Regions from separate parts of the Macaca mulatta genome. Here region 1 is linked to region 2. The links are chromatin contacts, called in public Hi-C maps. All regions are on one chromosome and are shown on one strand. Each heading gives the region's core, a stretch centred on a gene start, on an enhancer-like site or on the middle of the called end of the contact. The rest is flanking DNA. Distances are from core to core; before and after follow the strand shown.

Evidence for each region. Hi-C and Micro-C count contacts between places; a contact is called where the count stands out from the background.
Region 1: a contact with region 2 is called in a Hi-C map of fibroblasts, with 4 times the contacts expected there. The contact joins two enhancer-like sites. A contact is called at or near these places in 9 of 14 Hi-C or Micro-C datasets (CD4 T cells, blood, cortical neurons and 5 more).

Annotation. Positions count from the first base shown.
Region 1 is chr1:62,547,212-62,553,901 of T2T-MMU8v2.0, reverse strand. No RefSeq gene overlaps it. Among named protein-coding and RNA genes, the nearest start is that of NFASC, 32 kb to the left of the region's middle. Within about 2 kb of position 3,496, at least 6 of the 40 cell types and tissues checked have an H3K27ac peak or open chromatin away from gene starts, as enhancers often do.
Region 2 is chr1:62,319,178-62,326,154 of T2T-MMU8v2.0, reverse strand. No RefSeq gene overlaps it. Among named protein-coding and RNA genes, the nearest start is that of MDM4, 58 kb to the right of the region's middle. Within about 2 kb of position 5,569, at least 4 of the 40 cell types and tissues checked have an H3K27ac peak or open chromatin away from gene starts, as enhancers often do.

The DNA of each region.
Region 1 (6,690 bases), core at 2,247-4,746, 230 kb before region 2:
GAAGGAACCTCACCAGATCTGACAGCCTGATTGGGAGCACGGGGTCCGGAGACTACCAAGGCTGGGACTCTGTGCTCATCTGCAGGGGTCAGCAGGTGACCCACAGCACAGTCCCCAAACATGGCCCAGGGAGGAGGCCAGGCTCAATCCTCTGTGTGTCTCCAGAGTAGGATAGCCCAGAGGCAGCACTAAGGAGAAGCTCGGGGGTGCTTTAGAGCCCCATAATCTCCATCAATCCCTTCAAAGCCCCCCACCCCAGTAAGCATAATTCAGTGGTGTGCCAGAGCTGGCTCACAAGAGCTGATTGTGTGCATCTGTTCTCAATGCTGCTTTCAGATTTCACAATGGTAGCATGAAATTGGCCATAGAGGGAGCCTCCACACTAAGGAAATTGGCACACAGCACAGATCATTCTCCCGTCCCCCAGCAGGTTACTCAACATTTGCCAGCACACCACTGTGTATGAAAACAAAGTGCTTGCTATGCAACAAAGCTTTAAGAAAAGATCCCTAGCCCCCTCCAAGGATCGTCCTTAAGTACCTTCTATAGAGAACTCTGAACCCACTGGTACATGTTACTTGCTCTCATAGAACCCTGCGCTTTTTGTTCAAAGTTATATATATATATGTGTGTGTCTTATTTTTCTTTTCTTTTCTTTTTTTTTTTTGAGACGGAGTCTCGCTCTGTTGCCCAGGCTGGAGCACAGTGGCCAGATCTCAGCTCACTGCAAGCTCCACCTCCCAGGTTCACACCATTCTCCTGCCTCAGCCTCCCGAGTAGGCGGGACTACAGGCGCCCGCCACCACGCCTGGCTAGTTTTTTGTATTTTTTAGTAGAGATGGGGTTTCACCGTGTTAGCCAGGATGGTCTCGATCTCCTGACTTCATGATCTGCCCGTCTCGGCCTCCCAAAGTGCTGGGATTACAGGCTTGAGCCGCCGCACCCAGCCTATGCGTCTTATTTTTAAAACAAACTTTATGTTTACAAAAAATACATATTTAAATTACATCCATATACATATTTTTATAATTCTTGAAATCTGAAGTCCGCCTCCTTGCTAGACTGCAGGCACCACACAGGCACCACTGTACCTGTCTTGTTCACTGGCATAGCCCCAGCACTCAGCTATTAGGTATTCAAGAAATACTTGTTGAATGAATGCATGAATGTCCAGCTCCTGTTCTACCACTGCCATCATCCACTGAGCATCATGCTGTACAGTGAATGTTCGTGTCTCTCATAAAGCGAATGAAGAAATCCTAACCCCCAATGTGAGGGTATTAGGAGGTGGGGTCTTTGGCAGGTGATTGGGTCATGAGGGCACAGTCTTCATGGATAGGTCTCTTATGAAAGAGACCCTGGGAAGGTTCCTCACCCCTTCCACCAAGTGAGGTTACAGTAGGAAGATGGCCATCTGTGAACCAGGAAGCAGGCATCACCAGACGTCAAATCCAGCACCACCTTCATCCTGGACTTCCCAGTATGCAGAAGAGTGAGAAATACATTTCTGTGGTTGAGAAGCCACCAGGTCTATGGTAGCTTGTTATAGTAGCCTGAATGGAGTAAGGCAGTCCAGTACCACAAAACCAGAAGGCCTTGGTTTAGATTTTGACTTTGTGCCTCTGTCTTTTGACCTTGAACAGTTTGCTAAACCGCTCAGAGCTTCTACATCCCCTGCTATCTACCTGCTCTGCCTTCCCCATAGGCCTATCAGGAGTAGGTGAGAGCCTGTATGTGAGGCACCTCAATTAGTGTGCCGCACATAGTAGGTGCTTGACACGCAGGGACTAAACAGGAACCTATCTTACATCCTCTCCCACCTCTCCCCAGAGCTGAGTCTGACCTGGCCAGACCAGTCTCTTCCATTTACCCTGCCCTGACTGCGCCCTCTCCTTTCCACCTCGTCACTGATCCAACTTCCCACATTCTTCAGGATTCCACCTTTTCCTTAAAGCCTTCTCTAACAACTTCTGTCCTCACTGATCTCTTCCTTCTGCAAGGCTAAATGATATTTTTTAGATTACTGTACAAGTCCTTCCTGATGGTAGTAGGAGGGGCTTGATGTGTAGTCCATAAGCCTCAAAGGCAGAGACCAGTCTTCTGGTTCCTCCCTCCTCTTCTAGTACCAAGCCCAGAGCCAGGCACAGAGCAGTCAGTTCATAATACCAGTGGACAGAAGCAAACAGAGGCACTGGGGTCTCCCAACGGCCCTTTGTATGGGACCCTTACTCTGCCAGGCATTGGGCCAGGGCAGAGCTATGAGCTCAGAGGCTGGAGGAGACAGACAATAAGTTGCAATTATAACACCAGGTGATAAGGCCATGATAAAGAATGCACTGGGTTCTTGGGAGCAAAAGGGAAGTTGATAACTAAGTCTGTCCTGGGGAGTGGGGGTTACGATATGGATGAGAGATAAAATATGAACAAAGGAAGAGAGAGAGAGGGGGAAGAAAGGAAGGAGGGAATCTTCCATCCTAGCCTAGAAAAGTTAGATGGAAAGAAAAGAGCATTTTCAGCCTTTGGGCTCTTGCAGACTCAAAAGGAGAAAGTAGTCTTGTCCCTGATTGATGGGTTAGCAAAATTCACCTGCTACAGCCACAGCCCAGGCTGAGGCAAGGCTGATAGGAGATTGATTAGACCCTGGGCCAGTGCCCCTGTTGTCCTTCTGTCTTCACTAGAAGATGTCAGGAGAAGATGCCCACAGGACCTGACCATCTACCTTCCCAGAATTAGATGGGGTGGGCCCTAGCCAGAAGGCTATGTGTCAAGGAGCAGGCCTCAGGGGTGTTGCTCTCCTGAAGGGGCCCCCATCTCTTGAACTGACTGGCTAGAAGGCCCTTGAGAGCCTAGAGAGTCCTGATAGATTAGATGCTGAAAAGCAGCAGCTCCCATTTTAATCTTCCCATTTCCCATGGGACCAAGGAGTCAGGTTAGGGACCAGATCCTGCAGCAGGGTGGAGCTGGGGTTGGGGAGCAGAGCGTTGTCTCTGCACAGTGAGATACATATGGTATAATGGGAAGCTCTCAGGGTTTAGAGCCCAGTGTCCTGGGTTCAAATCCTTGCTCTTCCATTTGCTGGCTGTGTGACCTTGGGAAAGTCACTTTCCTCTCTAAGATCAGTGTCTTTATCCATAAAGGGCTGTATGATTACCCACCTCACCAAGGAGTTGTGGGGTTAAGTGAGATGCTGTCTATGAAGGTGCCTGGCATAATGAAAGGAGTGGCTGGCAGGGAACTCACCAAATGTTTGCTTACTCATTCCCAGCATGGATCACTGCTCACTGCTGGTGGCCCAGTTACCCGTTCTTCAATCTCTACTGGCTTTCTAAAATGAGGTTGCTGGGGTCTGGCCCTGAAGGTCTATCAGAGCAGAAGAGATGCCTGCAAGTCTGAGATGGCTGGATGCAACACTACCATAAGGCAGGGGAGACCATTTGCCTCTGGCAGGCCCTGCTGGCTGGTAGCATCCAGAAAGCTTTGTGCATATGTTTGCCTAAGCTGCTTGGGCCTGCCAGCTGGCACCAGCAAGGCCACCCTGGGTCTGCTGAGGGGACCAGGGACTGTCTTTCCTGCACCCCGGCAGTTTCCTGGCCTGCAGTACCTGGATCTAGAAGAACAGATAGAGCCCTGAGAGAAAGGAGTGGTTGGCATGGCAGGGGTGAGGGAGTCAGGGGTCCTCAGAAGACCCAGAGGAGCTTGCCCTACCTCTGTACCCCAGAAGGTAAGCAGGGTCCCTAGCTCTGGCAGCCAACAGCAGGACCTGGAAATCTCAGCCTTCTCTCACCCTCACCAAGGCTCCTTCTGGAATGTTTAGGATGTATATAGCTGGCACAGAATGCCTGCTTCTGCCGCCCCCAACCCAAGATTTGGGCACAACTCAGACCAGGAAATTCTCATTCCAAATACAGGAAATCTGTAAATCGGTTTTCTAGTGCAGTCACTCACCTTGGAAACAAGGAAAATGAAAACCGAAGAGGCCAAGTGGCTTACTCAAGGGTGCAGAGCTGGCTGCTGGCAGAGCCGTGAAGGTCAGGGCTATGGCCTGCTGCTTGCTGCCCTGGGCCCATCAACTCTGAATGCTGCCCAGCTGGCCTAAGAGCAGCCCTCACTCAGGCCATACACTCTGCAGGCCCGGAGCTGGGGCAGGTACAGTGACACTGTCCAACCAGAAGCAAGGCAGACTGAGGCGCTACTCTGTGCTGTCTAGAAGGTGAGGGGACAGTGAGCAGGGAGGTTTATTTTGTTTATCTGTGTAGCCGAAACACCTAAACAGTGTCTAAACACACAGGAGGCGTTCAATGAACATTTGATAAACGAATGAATGAATGTGTGTCATCTAAGATCCCTGAAGGAAACAGATGGCACACTCAAATTAGGAGAATTTGAGGAAAGTTTAATAAAGGGACTATTTATGAGGTATAGGCAGGTGTGATGGTTAATTTTATGTGTCCGTTTGACTGGATCATGGGATGCCCAGTGATCTAGTTAAGCATGATTTCTGGGTGTGTCTATGAGGTTGTTTCCAGGAGAAATTAGCATTTGAATTGGTGGACTGAGTGTAGCAGATGGTCTTCCCTCGTGTGGGTGGGCCCATCCAATCCACAGAGGGCCTGAGTGGAATACTAACATGGAGGAAGGCTGAAGTCATTTTTGCCTTACAGCTTGAGCTGGGACATCGATCTTCTACTGCCCTTGGCACTTCTGGTTCTCAGATCTTCATACTTGGACTGGAATCTACATCATCAGGCCCTCCACTTCCCAGGCCTTCACACTACTTCAGGCTTTCCTGGGTCTCCAGTTTGTACATAGCAGACACTAGAGCTTCTCGGCCCCCATAATTGTGTAAACCAATATTTGTATATATATTATCTATCTATTATCTATTTATCTCTATCTATCTATCTATCTATCTATCTATCGTCATCATCTATCTATCATCATCATCTATCATTTATCTATTGTCTGTCTGTCTGTATCTATCTATCTATCTATCTATCTATCTATCTATCTATCTATCTATCTATGTCCATTTTCATACTGCTATGAAGAAATACCTGACACTGGGTAATTTATAAAGAAAAAGAGATTTAATGGACTTACAGTTCCACATGGCTGGAGAGGCCTCAAATCATGGTGGAAGGCAAAGGAGGAGAAAAGGCACATCTTACGTGGTGGCAGGCAAGAGAGTGTGTGCAAGGAACTACCCTTTATAAACCATCAGATCTCATGACACTTATTAACTATAACAAGAACAGCTTGAGAAAAACCCACTCCCATGATTCAATTACCTCCCACTGGGTGCCTCCCATGCCATATGGGGATTATGGGAGCTACAATTCAAGATGAGATTAGGGTGGGGACACAGACAAACCATATCATTATCTCTATCTATCTATCTATCTATCTATCTATCTATCTATCTATCTATCATCTATCATCCATCTATCTATCAATCTATCATCTATTTATCATCTATGTAATCTATTTATCTTTCTATAATCTATCTACCTAATAGCTGTATAATCTGTCTGTCCATCTGTGTATCTATCATCTATCTACCTAATTATATGTCTATCTATATCATCTATGTAATAATGTATCATATCTATCTAATTATCTATCTATCTATCTATCTATCTATCTATCTATCTATCTGTCTATCTATCTGTCTGCCTCCTGTTGGTTCTGTTTCTCTGGAGAACCCTAACACAGCAGGGTATGGGGAAACCACGAGACATGGCATAATATGGCAGCACTAGTCAAATGGGGACTGTGACCATCCCTAACCTAGAAGGACGGAAGAAGACGACATTAAGTCACTACCAGAGCCTGTAAGGAAACATGATTATGGAGAGGGACCCCTTGAGAGGAGCTGTGACTTCAGTGGAGGGATTCAGCTGACCTGAGGCAGCCCTACGGAGAGGGGACAGGAAATCAATGCCTCTTCTTCAGTCTTCTTTGCCTTCTCATCCTCTGCTGGGGCTGAACAAAGCTGGAAGTTTCTTGAGGCAGAGATCCCAGTGGAGGAAGGTGCGGGGGCAACTAGAAGACATCTGCTGCTGAGGTCAAGTGCAGCGGCTCACACCTTCATCCCAGCACACTGGGGAGCCAAGGCAGGAGAATCGCTTCAGCCCAGGAGTTCAAGACTAGCCTGGGCAACATAGGAAAACCCTTATCTCTACAAAAATAAATAAATAAATTAGCCATGCATGGCAGTGCACACTTGTGCTCTCAGCTACTCGGGAGGCTGAGGTGGGAGGATCCCTTGGGCCCCAGAGAGATGATCATTTGAATTGGTGGACTGAGTGTAGCAGATGGTCCTCAGAGGTCGAGGCTGCAGTAAGCCTACATTGCACCACTGTACTGTGGCCTGGATGACAGAGTGAGACCCTGCCTTAGAAAATAGTAATAAAATAAAAATAAACACTATCTGGTGTCAGATGAAAGGCTCCCCCTTCCCAGACAACAAAAGTCTAACTCCTCCTGGACACCTGAGGAATCTGTTTCATTCCTGAGTTGTTCTTGCTTCTCCCATGGCCCAGTAAGAGAGTCTGGGTTCTCCTGGTAACTGAGGAGCTGGGGCCCTCTCCGCTATTTTCTCTTCCTGGCCTGGTTCAGGAAGGCTGCCCTGAGGGTTTCCAGAGCAGCCTTGGTACCCGCAAGCCTCTGCTCCTTCTTCCTTCTAGAACT
Region 2 (6,977 bases), core at 4,320-6,819:
CTGGGAACTCCCATCCATCTTCAAGACACTCACTTACCTGGCTTGCATGTGCCTGGGATTCCTGTTTTCCCTGCCCAGCAGAGACGCTGCCCTGGCCTGGTTCATTGTCCATTATCTGCCCTCTGGCCCACCCCAGTATCCACCTGGCCTGCCCCACCTGGCCCAGGCCACAGAGGAGGGCGTGGCTTTGGCTAGTTGACCTTTAGGAAGTCATTTACTGGTTGTAGCCTACCTCAGTTCCTGAGACCTGTAAACTCCTCTTTCTCTGCCCTGAATCTTCCTCAGTGATCAGGGCCCAAGCAGGAGAGCGGGCATGAACTCTCCGTGCTCTTCCACTAACTTCTTCCCTTGATCCTCCCCAGCTTCTTCCCTCTCCTGGCAACCCACCCCCTGCCCGCTGTCCCCTGGGCACAAAGGCTCCTGCTGGATGGAGCTGTCTTCTTATCTCTGCTGGCCCTCCCTGGGCTGTACCCCAGTCCTTGTATCAAAACCTGTTCCCAGGTTCAGATCAATTTCTTTCTGACATATTTTCACAAAAGTGGGTTTTGTCTCCCAGGTCATTTCAGTTTCAACTGAAGCAATGTCCTTGCCCAGGTGTAACCCTTGGCAGTGGATTTCGGCAGTGGTGATGAGTTTGGAGTAGAAAAAAAGAGTCTTGATTAGAATGGCTGCTCCATGGCTCAAATCACAGATAGAGCATGAGATTTGGATTCAGGTATTGGATTTATTTTATTTTATTTCATTATTTATTTATTTATTTACTTATTTATTTATTTATTGGGACGGAGTTTCGCGCTTTCGCCCAGACTGGAGTGAAGTGGCCCAATCTTGGCTTACCTCCACCACCCCTTCCCCTGCCCTCACCAGGTTCAAGCGATTCTCCTGCCTCAGCCTCCAGTAGCTGGGATTAGAGGCACCCCCCACCACGCCTGGCTAATTTTTGTATTTTTTTCATTGAGACGGGGTTTGGCCATGTTGGCCAGGCTGGTCTCAAACTCCTGACCTCAAGTGATCCACCCGCCTCGGCCTCCCAATGTGCTAGGATTACAGGCGTGAGCCACTGGGCCCAGCCCCTGGCATTGGATTTAAATCCTGACACAACAACTTCCTAGCTGTATAACCTTGGGTGAGTCATTTAACCTGTCCTAGTTTCTCAACAACAGGGATAAACATGCTCACCTAGCTGAGGAGAGGATTTAATAAAGTGTATATTTTTAAATCCTGGTACAAAGTTGTAACCATTCTCCTTAGCATGGTAAGGTCAGCACTTCCAACATCGGGGAAGGGGTGAAGGTCAGGGAACTGAACTGCCCTCTGCAGCTGAATAGCACCTAGGCAGGTTATTTTAAAGGCCCGTGGCCTCCAATATCTGTGGCACCTGTGTACTACACCCCTCTGGATTTCCACCATTGCAGGAATTCCTCTGGGTAAGCATTATAGTCTCCCTAGGGTCTCCTTTTGAAAGGTGAAAATTCTCATGAAAGTTACTAATGCTGCAATGTGAAAAGTGTAATTAAAAAGATTTTATTTATTTTTGTGAGAATGCAAGGTGCCCTAGAGCCCAGAAACCAGGAGAAAGCAAGGATTGTCCCAACTATGAGAGGCAAATTCAGGCCCTGAGCCAGGCACTCTCTTATCCACGATCTCATTCTACCTCACAACAACCTTCAGAGGGAGTTATTGTTAAAGAACTGTTTAAAGGTAAAATCAAGGCTCTTGTATAAATGCAACCTCTTACAAACATGAAATTCAGATTCAACTCATCGATTAGTAAGGGAACCAGTAAGATGTTACGACTGCTCAAAAAAGAATCCAAAGAGCAGATGCATACAGAAGCCATCAGGAATGCTGACATTTGCTTAATAGATACAAAACTGGTCAATATTCACAGAGCAATAATCAGTTGCATTTCCAGTTGATATAATTTGCATTTCTATGGACAAAATCATTTGCATTATTATCAGTTTCTACAATTTTCAGAGTCATAAAATAGCTCAAAGACGATGAAAGAAAGGCAGAGGTAACCCACAGGCAAACAGACAAGAAGCCCAATAACAATCTTCTCTTGCCATTTCAGAGTCTCACACAACCTTTTCTAACATTGCGACTATCCTCATTTCATCACAAAGCAGAAAGCATGGAGATAGGCACAGAAAGTAGAAATGAAAAGTGGAAAGCTAGTCCAGAGGCACCCAAGTGCCAGTCCCATCTGAGGGCTGAGGCATGTGTAACAAGAGTGTCACATGGGGGATGAAATTAGAAAAATAAGAATGAGGTCAGTTTTTCGACAAAGCTAAATGATTTCCTTCAAAAGACTGTCCATTATTGGAGATTATATTCTTCCTACATTTGTAGCATTAAAATGTCTTTTCCAGCCGGGTGTGGTGGCTCACGTCTGTAATCCCAGCACTTAGAGGGGACGAGGCAGGTGGATCACTTGAGGTCAGGAGTTCGAGACCAGCCTGGCCAACACGGCAAAACCCTGTCTCTACTAAAAATACAAAAATTACCCAGGCATGGTGACATGTGTCTATAATCCAAGCTACTTGAGAGGCTGAGGCAGAGAATCGCTTGAACCCAGGAGGCGGAGGTTGCAGTGAGCCGAGATCGCGCCACTGCACTCCAGCCTGGGGGACAGAGCAAGACACCTTCTCAAAATAAATAAATAAATAAAAGTCCTTTCCTTTTTAAAAGGATGGTGATAATATATGACAGTAGTAATAATTGTTGTTCTTTTTTAAATGTACTTGTTTGATGAAGTAAAGGCTGGCAATCCTATGTAAGCCCCCATTAAATATATACATCTATATGGTTTTTATAGTTGTATTTGGTTATTTTATTCATCTGTGATAGTCCAAAGTCTGGAAACACTCCTGCATTCACAATTCTGCAGTGTTGTATTACAGATAAGTTGGTTAAAGAACAATATCTGATAACTCCAGCACTTTGGGAGGCCAAGGTGGGTGGATCACCTGAGGTCAGGAGTTTGAGACCATCCTGGCCAACATGGCAAAACCCTGTCTCTACTAAAAACACAAAAATTAGCTGGGTGTGGTGGTGCACACCTGTAATCCCAGCTACTCGGGAGGTTGAGGCACAAGAATCACTTGAACCCGAGAGGCAGAGGTTGCAGTGAGCCGAGATCATGCCACTGCACTCCAGTCTGGACAACAAAGTGAGACTCCATCTCAAAAAAAAAAAAAAAAGAAAAGAAAAGAAAAAAGGGACAACACCTGAGCAACACTACCTGGGTCGCCTAGCCCAGCAGGGTTCTCTTTGTCTCAGCCAAACATGGGAAGCTGACTTGGTTAGGCTGGGCATCCAGACACCGAGGCCGAATAGAAAAGACATAAGAAAATTATGACTTACAGACTGACCCTGGGGATGCCAGAGGGTGGTCCAGATGGAGTGAACCCTGAAAATGACCTTCTCTGGTGCTAGCCTCCACATGCATTCTGTCTATGGTGCTGCAAGGCTTGTGCTATGGTCTGAATATTGGTGTCTCCCCAAAATTCATACGTTGAAACTTAATTCCCAAGGTGATAGTATTAAGAGGTGGGGACTCTGGGAGATGATGAAATCATGAAGGCAGAGCCCGCATGAATGGGACTAGTGCCTTTATAAAAGAGGCTGGAGGAAGGCTGTTTGCCCTTCTGCCATGTGAGGACACATAGAGAACACCACCCATAAAGAAGGGGCTCTCACCAGACACCGAATCTGCCAGCACCTTGATCTTGGACTTCTCAGCCTCTAGAATTGTGAGCAATAAACATCTTATAAAGATATTTATGAGGCCGGGTGCAGTGACTCACGCCTGTAATCCCAGCACTTTGGGAGGCCGAGGAGGGTGGATCGCCTGAGGTCAGGAGTTCAAGACCAGGCTGGCCAACCCGGTAAAACCCCATCTCTACAAAAAATACAAAAATTAGCCAGGTGTGGTGGTGTACGCCTATAATCCCAGCTACTCGAGAGGCTGAGGCAGGAGAATCACTTGAACCTAGGAGGCAGAGATTGCAGTGAGCCAAGATCATGCCATTGCCCTCTAGCCTAGGTGACATAGTGAGACTCTGTCTCAAAAAAAAAAAAAAGATGTTTATGGCCAGGCACAGTAGTTCATGCCTCTAATCCCAGCACTTTGGGAGGCCAAGGCGGGTGGATCACTTGAGGTCAGGAGTTTGAGACCAGCCTGGTCAATATGGTGAAACCCTGTCTCTACTAAAAATACAAAAATTAGCTGGGTGTGATGGTGTGCGCCTGTAATCCCAGTTACTTGGAAGGCTGAGGCACGAGAATTGCTTGAGCCCGGGAAGCGGAGGTTGCAGTGAGTGGAGATTGTGCTACTGTACTCCAGCATGGGCGACAGAGTGAAACCCTGTCACAAAAAAAAAAAAAAAAAAAGATGTTTATGAGTTATCCAATCTAAGATATTTTTTTATGGCAGTGCAAGGGGTCTAAGGCACTTGTCAGTAGGCTTTACCTACACCGTCCTCCCTGCCTATAATGAAGAAGATCCAATCCTGAAGCTCAATAAACCTGGCCTAAGCTGGCATGCCCACCAAGAAAGACAGGAACAGGGCTTGGCACCATCTCCCTTCGAAAGAGCCTGCTCCAGCACCCAGGGTGCAGGGTTGTAAGCAAAGCCAGAAATGAGAGGGATTACAGATTTCACAAGCCAATGACTAACTAGTATCTGGTGAATTGAAGCAGAGATTTCCTAGCATGTGACAATATTAACCTTTGCAGCCTGGGTTTTCAACTCGTCCACATCAGGGGTTTGGTTGGCAAAGCCCTGTCACCTCCCCCACATTTGACTATCTGCTGCTAAAAGTCAGAAATGATCGAAGGCCCTGCTTTTAAAGGCACAGTGCTGCTCCACCAGACAGCGAGAAGCCCAGGCAGGCCCCACCTGGAAAGAACAGGGAGCACACACACACTGGAGTTTGGGGTTTCATTCTAAACAAGTGGGGCATCCGTCATCACTCCAGAGGGGAAGGAGGGTTGCGTCCAGTGGAGGATCTGCGAGTACCAGCATGTTAAGCACTGCTACCCTGTATGTAGTACCTGCTTTCTGCTGGGTTAACAGGAGAGGAAACAAGCACGGGGATGATACAGTTCCTGGTGGGTTTTTAAGAAGAATGCATTTAAACTCAGAGTGTGCCTGAACAGCTGGGCTGGAAAATCGCTTGTTTAGCTCTGCAGTTTGTGTCAGGGACTCACTGGCTGAGACAGAATAAAAGCAGCTTGATTTTGTAAACTGTCAGTATTATGAACCAAGGCAAAGACCTCTAGGGAGAGGGACTCAAGAGACTTCTTTTCTCCATGCCTACACAGCAGAGGGAATGATAGGACCAAGCTCAGGAACAATTGCCTGTTAGCACTACAGGCATTGATTGGGGTCTAGGGTTTTCCTGTTCCCGTCTCTGCCTTCAAGGAATCACAGCCCCAGAATTCCAGAATCTCAGATCCAGAAGGGACCAGAGATGGCACAGAAATCCCTGCTTTAGCTCCTGTGACAGCTCCTGGCCTCTGCAGAGCCCGATGCCCCAGGGAATGCTCACTACTTCTCTGCCCAGCCTGCCCGGTGTTTGCCAGCATAGACTGGCGGTAAATCCCCTCTTGTGTGAGCTGAAACCTGTCTCTTTTTCATCAACCAGCAGAGTGGTTATGTACCACGGCACCTTAGATGAGAATGGTCCCTCAGAGATCCCATGAGTCAGACTACCCAAATTCACCCGCAAGCATTTTTCTCTGGGTCTACCTAGTGTTTTAAAACTTTTCTTTTGATCCAATATTTACAACAGAGAGATTTCCTAGAAAAATCTAGCTTTGTGGATTTTCTTGGTATATTGGAAAGGCTGGCAACAATGACTCACACTACCATCGAAAAGACCTGGCTGGAGTTGGGTGTTGGTTGTCCCCTTGTTATGGGCATGGATTTCCAGTTTACCATCATCCCCTGCACTCCCTACTGTCCCCATCCCAGCAGCTCTCCTCTGAGATCCCACTGGTCTCTATAGCTTATAAGTTTGTGAGACCAGACCTTGTTCATGCTCCAAGTTTTACCAGTGACCATGTACCAGGATCCTCCTTGGCCTATGGTTCATTCCCTTCCTTTATAACTTAACCTCTTCCCTTCCAGAGCCATGCTTACCCCAACGGATTTCCTTCCTTTGTCCTGCTCCTATTTCCATCTCGTGGCCTTTATTGATATAAAAATAACCAAACTAGCAAAGCAACTTTGTTAACTACTCCTCTGCTTGTGCCCATGCATTTAAGTCAGTAGTGCTTAGCTGGGCATGGTGGCTCACGCCTGTAATCCCAGCACTCTGGGAGGCTGAGATAGGTGGATGGCTTGAGCCCAGGAGTTCGAGACCAACCTGGGCAACATAGGGAAACCATGTCTCTACAAAAAATACAAAAATCATCTGGGCATGGTGGTGCATAGCTATCATCCCAGCTACTCGGGAGGCTGAGGTGGGAGGATTGCTTGAATCTGGGAGGTCGAGGCTGCAGTGAGCCGAGATCATGCCACTGCACTCCAGCCTGGTGACAGAGTGAGACCCTGTCTTTAAAAAAAAAAAAAATCGGTGTTGCTCAACCAGCAACAGAATAGTCTACCTTTAGGGACTTTTGGGAATTTTCTGTATTATCATAATGGCTGGGGCAATTAGTGCTTGGGGTCCAAAAATGCTAAATATCATGCTATGCTAGGAGTAGTCCCATTAAAAAGACAAACTAAAATCTTATTCCATTCAAAATGCTGCTAATCCTCATGGGAAAATACTGATTTAAATTGAATGCTAGCTAATTTTGTCCTACATCATTTTTCTGTATGCCTATGTAAAATGAGAATAACATATTTCATTCTTATACCAATTCATTTCTTTCATAGAGTTGTGAGGATTGTGTGAGATTTAAAGAATAGATACTTGACACATACTAAGGATACAATAAATGCTAGCAATGATGGCTGATTC